2 separate regions of the Sus scrofa genome follow, and region 2 is linked to region 1. A link is a contact called in public HiChIP or PLAC-seq data. All regions are on one chromosome and are shown on one strand. The core of a region is the stretch at or near the end of the contact, and the rest is flanking DNA. Distances in the headings are between cores, read along the strand shown. Region 1 holds the start of IL13RA1 (interleukin 13 receptor subunit alpha 1). Region 2 has its middle 16 kb from the start of ZCCHC12.

The links. HiChIP or PLAC-seq counts read pairs in DNA pulled down with a chosen protein or histone mark.
Region 2: a contact with region 1 is called in an H3K27ac HiChIP or PLAC-seq map of alveolar macrophages. The contact joins the enhancer-like site here to the promoter of IL13RA1 in region 1. A contact is called at or near these places in 1 of 5 promoter capture datasets (liver), 4 of 47 Hi-C or Micro-C datasets (embryonic fibroblasts, fibroblasts, retroperitoneal adipose tissue and 1 more) and 2 of 2 datasets of contacts at active chromatin or transcription factors (alveolar macrophages and skeletal muscle).

Annotation. Positions count from the first base shown.
Region 1 is chrX:97,299,688-97,303,334 of Sscrofa11.1, forward strand. IL13RA1 (interleukin 13 receptor subunit alpha 1) reads left to right here and starts at 1,273. Exons shown (of 11, transcript NM_214341.1): 1 at 1,273-1,351. The coding sequence starts at 1,273.
Region 2 is chrX:97,362,077-97,365,527 of Sscrofa11.1, forward strand. No RefSeq gene overlaps it. Among named protein-coding and RNA genes, the nearest start is that of ZCCHC12, 16 kb to the right of the region's middle. Within about 2 kb of position 2,070, at least 3 of the 83 cell types and tissues checked have an H3K27ac peak or open chromatin away from gene starts, as enhancers often do. A contact at or near this core is called in alveolar macrophages and retroperitoneal adipose tissue, where this site is marked.

The sequences.
Region 1 (3,647 bases), core at 23-2,522:
ATTACAAGGCTTCTCAAAAAAGAAAAAGGAAGGCAGGAGGGTCAGAGTCAGAGCAGGAGATGTGCTAAGGGAAGCAGAGGTCTGAGTGGTACAGAAAGGGGCCAAGGAATGCAGTCGGCCTCCAGAAGCTGGAAAAGGCATGGAGACAGATTCTCCCTTAGAACCTCCAGAAGGAAAACAGCTCCAGCCACGCCTTGATTTTACCCTAGTGGGACTTCTGACCTCCAGAACGCTAATATAATAAAACTGGGGTGTTTTTAGTCAATTCGTGGTAATTTGTTACAGCAGCCATAGGAAACCAAGGGTTCCTCTTTTCCTCCATCCCCAGCGACATTAAGCCTCAGCCACCCACCTTCCATCTCTCTATATGTATGAAAAAGCAGTATGTAGAAAGTTGGTCGTGAGCTTTAAAAACATCCCTTTGTGGCGCAACGGGTTCGGTGGCCTCTTGGGAGCGCTAGGACGCCAGTTTGATTCCTGGCTAGACACAGCGGGTTAAGGATCCTGCGGTGCTGCAGCTGCGGCCTAGGTAGCAACTGCGACTTGGATAGGATCCCTGGCCCGGGAATTCCATATGTCGTGGGGCCGCCAAAAAAGGAAACATTTTTAAAAATCCAAGTATATAGTATGGCACTGTCGGTCATATTTACAATTTTTGCTTCCTCCCCCCCCATTATCAACAGATTTCAAATATACTTTTCATCCTGTTTACAAAGCATGCTCCCGCCACATCCCCTCCTCTGGTCTTCCAAGTCCACCCTCTGAGGTCAGACCTGGGATTACTAACTCGGGAGTCAGAGTTTAGGAAACAAGGGCTCAGAGGCCCACGTTTGGAAGCCGCGTCTCCAGACTCCCAGGCCAAGGCTCGTTCCCAGAGAAGGCCCTGCCCGGGGAGCCCGGTGGAATACAGCTCCCCCAGCACGTCCGGGGCTCCGCCGGTCTGCACGGTCCGCTCGGCTTGCAGGCGCGGGGGCCGGGCCGCGACGCGGTCGGGGAAGTTCCGTTTGGCCGGCGATCCGCCTCGGGGCGGGGGACTGGGCTGCGGCAGGGCCAGGTGTTGCGCAGCAGAAGCCGCTGCGGGAGCCACCGACGCCCCGCCCCTCCACCCGCGCCGGCCGCCAGGGGTTACCTGCGGCCGGTGGGCGGGGCGGCCCTTCCCGTCTGCGCCGGCCCCCGGCCTCCAGGGCGGCGGAGCCGGGAAGTGGGAGAGGGAGCGGAGGAGGCGGAGACTGCCGCGGCTGCTGCCCGGCCGGGCTCCGAGCGAGGGGCTGCATGGAGCGGCCGGCGCGGCTCTACGGGCTGTGGGCGCTGCTGTTCTGCGCCGGCGGCGGCGGGCTGGCCGCGCCCGCAGGTGAGTAGTGCGGCCCCTGGGGCCCGGGGCGGCGGGGGTCGCGGCCGAGAGGCCCGCCGGGCCGAGGGCGGCGGTGGGCGCCGGGGGCGGGCTCCGCGATGCCCCCGCGGCCGCCGCCGCCGCCGCCACTCGCGTGCGGCTCGAGGTGAAGGACCCAGAGCGGCGGAGGGGCCGGAGGACGTCCCTTGGCCGTCGGGAAGCGCCGAGGAGCCCGGGGCCGGACCGAAACGAGTCCGTGGCCGCGGAGTCGGGACCGGGCATGTGGCCCGTGAGCCCGGGAGGGGTTGAGGGCCCAGAAGCCCGCGGGGACGGCGACCGAGGTCCCGGCGAGCCGGGGACCCGCCGGGGCTTCTAGCGCAGCGGGTCTAGTGAGGGAGTGAGAGTTGGAGGCAACCTCTGAGGCTCCTAGTTCCTGAAGGAAAAGGACGTGAGGGTCACGGCCTCCTCTGGCGTCCAAGAAATCCAGTGGGAAACCCGGAGCAGCATCCGCGTGGATGCCTTTCTTTAATATTTTCCTTTAAAAAAAAGCAACCTTTATACTTTGGAATAATTTTCAATTTACAGAAAAGTTGCAAACATAGAGCGTTCGTGTATGCCCCTCCCCCCCCCCCGTGCGGCAATTTCAAATTAATCAACCAAGAGTTACTGTGAAAAGTGGGGGCTGATGAGTTGCTCAGGGATGGCTTTTTCCGGACCTTCTTGGTGAGGATAGTAGATCCAAAGTCGATAGGTTTTATTGTCATGTTGACACAAACGCTTCCAGTTTTGTTTATTGCAATTTCACCAGCGTGTTGTACTTTGAAACCCAAGTTGAAATGTTGATTAGGAAACCTCGCTGCCCTGTGTTGATTCAGTCAACAAAACGTGTGCAGAGCCGGCTCACTGCCAGGCTGTGTTCTAGGGGCTGAGAATGCCGCAGATGAGCAAAACAGAGTCCCTGCCCTTTGGTGCTTCTCTGCAGTTGGCAGAGTCTGAGAAAGGGGGGCGGGAGTGAAATATAAGGTATGTCAGATGGCGAGAAGTACTTTGGAGGAAAACAACGCAGAGGAGGGGGCTGCCATTGTAAATAAGGTGGAGTAGGAAGACCTCCACTGAAAAGGTGGCCTTGGAATAGAGACCTGGGGAGGTTTGAAGTTGGTCAGCTAATAATTCAAGTGAGGACTTTCCATTGTGGCTCAGCAGTAACGAACCCAACTAGTATCTGTGAGGATGTGGGTTCAATCCCGGGGCTCGCTCAGTGAGTTAAGGATCTCGCGTTGCCCTGAGCTGCTGTGTAGGTTGCAGACACTGCTCAGGGGTCCCACTTTGCTGTGGCTCTGGCGTAGGCCCTCCGCTGCAGCTCCGATTGAACCCCTGGTTTGGGAACTTCCATATGCCCCAGGGGCAGCCCTAAAAAGACAAAAATAAATAAATAAATAAATAAATAAAAATTCAAGTGCTTTTCTTGTTTAGTACTGAGCCAGGCTCTGTAGGTTCACTTAGAACCTTAGAATGTACAGTGTAATCCTCGCCCCCCCCCCCCAAGTGCCTGTAGTTTACTTGGGGAAATCCAGTTTCCATAATTATATATATAGGGCAGCTGCAGTCCAGAGAAGGGAAAGGACTTGTCTAGGGTCACCCGTCTCATTAGTCTCCTGATTTTCCCAGTGCTACTCCAGCACCCTCCCTGGCACAGACTCCCTCCCACACACACCTGGAACAACACACAGCTGGCCCTCTAGCTAATACTGGCAACCCCCAACTTCATCAGTTTTGTCACAGAGGTTCATTGGTGACTTGGTTACTTAGAATACAGAAACTTGTTTCCCATTGGAAATATTGATAGAATTGCATTGAGGCACGGTGACAGATTTTAAAAAACAAGTCGGGGACTTGAATTTTAGTGGTCCAACATTTCCCAGCTGTGGAATATCAGGGCTGGTCATTTCCTCTCCCTTGTGCAGCAGCTTTTTTATCTGTGACAGGAGGTTGAACTCTCTAAATTCTAAGGGCTCTTCCAGCTCTAATCTTTTGAGTGTTTATAAAAAATGATTTGGTTACCAGCTTAGTTTGGTCTCTTTAGATTGGTAGCCCACACCATGACATGTCTTAAGAACAACTAGGATTTAGTGTTTATGCCAGGCAGCGTACTAAGTTTTCCACTTGCACTGTTTCATTTGATCTTGTTTTTTTTTTTTTTTGGCTTTTTGGCTTTTTGGCTTTTTGGCTTTTTAGGGCCATACCCATGGCATCTGGAGAGGTTCCCAGGCTAGGAGTCCAATTGGAGCTCTAGCCAGCAGCCTATGCCAGAGCCACA
Region 2 (3,451 bases), core at 820-3,319, 63 kb after region 1:
AGGACCTACTGTATAGAACGGGGAACTATATTCAATATTTTGTAATAACCTATAAGGGAAGAGAATCTGAAGAATAGATATTAGGTTGGTAGATAGCTAGATGGGTATATGGATGAAAGAGAACTGAATAGCTGTGCCGTACACCTGACACTAGCACGCTGTTATAAATCAACTATACTTCAATAAAATTTTTTTAAAAAGTAGAATGCAAGAGACATTAAAAAAACATAAAGTGAACTTCAGTAAGTGATGACTATGACTGCACTTTTATTTTGGCACCAATTCTTTATTCCTTCTTATATGAAAATGACAGTCCTAGTGCAGCAATATATCTTGCTTTTACAATATCTTATTATACCATTAACCTTCATTGTACTGAATTTGTCATGGCATGACCTTTTCTAATTGTACTACTTTAGAAAGAAAATATGGTATAAATCTAGTTAGCAATATTAGACTCTGAGAATGTTAGAATTCGAATCTTAACTCTCTTATTTATATTTCTAAAAATACTTAAAATCAAAGGTAGCTTTTGCTTTCTTTTCTGTTTTCTTTTTTTCCTGTCTCATCTGTAAAATGCTGATTAAAAGGATCCACGTTCTAGAGTTAGTTCAAGATGTCAATAAAATAAACCATATGTTATGCAGCTGTTAAAAAGAATGAAATGGTGCCATTTTGCAGTTGTCAGAATTTAAAAAAAAACAACAAACCCACAGATCTGCTTTCTCCCCTTGCTCCTGGGGTGCATGAAAACTGGAAAAACAATGCCGGATAGCTGTTCCTCAACAGTAAAATAGTTCGGAGCCCAAACTAACAATTTTCTCAGGATGGGAGTGCGGCGCAAACTTTGAATGTGTGACGTTTGTAGTAGGTTCCTCTGTGCAACCCAAAATAAAGCTTGCCAGTCCCTGGGGCACTAATGGAAGCTAACAGACAAGCAATGAAACTCAGCCCCGAGAGGAGGCCTGGATTATCTGTGACCTTCACAGCCAAGAGCTGCTCTGTCTGCACATAGGGGTCCCGCGGAGACCAGAACTAGAGTTACAGAGGAAGAAGGCCTGTAAGTCAGGGACAATCAAACGTTGCTTGCTTGCTTGCTTGCTTGCTTTTTTTTCTTTTTTTGTCCTTTTAGGGCCACACCCACAGCATATGGAAGTTCCAAGGCTAGGGGTTACATTGGAGCTACAGCTGCCAGCCTATGCCACAGCCACAGCGACATCAGATTCAAGCCCCATCTGCAAGCTACACAGCAGCTGAGAGCAATGCCGGATCCTTAACGCACTGAGCAAGGCCAGGGATCGAACTTGAGTCCTTATGGATACTGGTCAGGTTCATTACTGCTGAGCCACAAAGGGAACTCCTATTTATTTCTTCATTTTTTTTTTCAACCAGGAATGATGCTAAAACTATGTGACATGGGCACCAACCAATCAGATCTGACACCAGCTATAATTTCTTGGTAGGGTCATACCAGTATGTACCACATCTTAGACTCAACAGATATTTATTGCGTGCCTACCATGTCCCATGCTGGACAAGTCACTTCCTTCCTCTTAGTTTCAGTCTCCTGTCCTGTGAAAAGGAGTAAGTGATCTGCAGGAGCCCCTTCAGGTCTAACATTCATAATCAGTAAAAGGGTAACTTTGAATTGTCTGGAGAACAACAATGGGAGCAGATATAGATAAATGGCAGCTGACCCAAGACTGGTAGATTTGAAAATGTTGACGAAAACAGAGGATGATTCCATGAGTTATTGTTTGACCTGAGGACTGGATGAAGAATACATTCTAAATGTCGTATCTTCATGATGTTTCCAAAGGCACTCAAGGGGAGACAAAGCTAGCTCTACCCAAAAGCTGGAGTTGGTTTTACAGCTTCGCTATTCAAGCTGCATCCCACTAGCCATCACCAACAGGCATATACAAGATACCTTTCCCGTTTGAGTCTACTCTTTGATTCTCTTTCCAGCCACTGCCAGCCTCCAAATGCTCTCTTTCAGTGGCTGGCCGTGGCTTGTCCATTCTGGCAAGGGTCCATGTTCCAGGGTTGTCCAGCTTCCTCTTTTCAGACTTGCCCTGCCTCATTTCCTCTTCCTTTTGGCCTGTGCTTCCTTTTAAGACAGTTGAGCAGTTTTTCTTTGCTAATGTAGTCAAGGAAGGGCCAGGATGTTTGCGGATTATTATTCTTGGATCAGATGTATATTACAGGGAGCCTCCCCCAAACCATGCTACCACTTCCATGGTAGATTTTTGAAAATATTTTATTATGGAAAAGTACAAATATGAAAGTAGCAAGCTTGTTAACGATGACTGACTGACCGTGTGCTCATCATCCGGCTTCAACAATTATTAACATGGGAAATATTATTTCATCTGCACCTCCACCCATTCTCTACCCTCCCCACACACAATGAATTATTTTAAAGTTAATCCCAAACGTTGTATCATTTCATCTGTATATATATGTCGGTTGGTATATATCTTTAAAAACTAACTTTTTATAAAAACCTAACTGCAATACCACTATTATACTTAAAAATTAACAGCAATTGCTCACCGTGGCCAAATATCCAATCAGTGTTCACATTTCCCCAATTGTCTCATCAATTTTTTTCTATAATTTGTTAGAATCAGGATCCAACAAGGCTCATGGTGAATTTCTGAATACCAATGCTCTGTGATATGTGGGGCAAGGATTTGGGAACAAACAATCGTTGACCCTCAAAACCATACTATGTTGACAGCTAGTAGTGCATGTGGCTCTGTCACCACAAAGTAGCTTTTTTTCCTTTCCAGATTGCTATGACTAAACATTAGTTTAGTATCCAACTGGACTCCAGAAATTCTTTATAACAGCAATGAGACATCTGTAAAAGAAGTGAAAACTCAAGTTTGGCCTTGAAATTAGAAAGTTCTTACACAACCAACACATGGTTTTCCTTGGGGGAAAAAAAACCCCTGCCCATTTGTGCATGTACACACACACACACACACACACACACACACACACATATGCGTGCCACCAAGTGCTAACTTTTAATATGTCTAGGGAATGTTTTTGCAAATGGCAGTACAAAGCATATATCTGTTGTGTTATTTTCCCCCTCAGGATAAAGAGCAACATAAGCATGTTGAAAATGTGGTGGAGTTCCCATTGTGGCTCAGCTGTTACAAACCCGACTAGTATCCAGGGGGACTTGGGTTCTCGGGTTTGATCCCTGGCCTCGCTCAGTGGGTTAGGGATCCGGCGTTGCCGTGAGCTGTGGTGTAGGTTGCAGACCCGGCTCGGATCCCGCCTTGCTGTGGCTGTGATGTGGGCTGGCGGCTACAGCGCTGAATCCACTCCTAGCCTGGAAACCTCCATATGCCTCGGGAGCGGCCCTAAAAAGACAGAAGAGGAAAAAGGAGCAATGAGATGCTGCTGTGCAGCACTGGGAACTATGTCTAGGCAC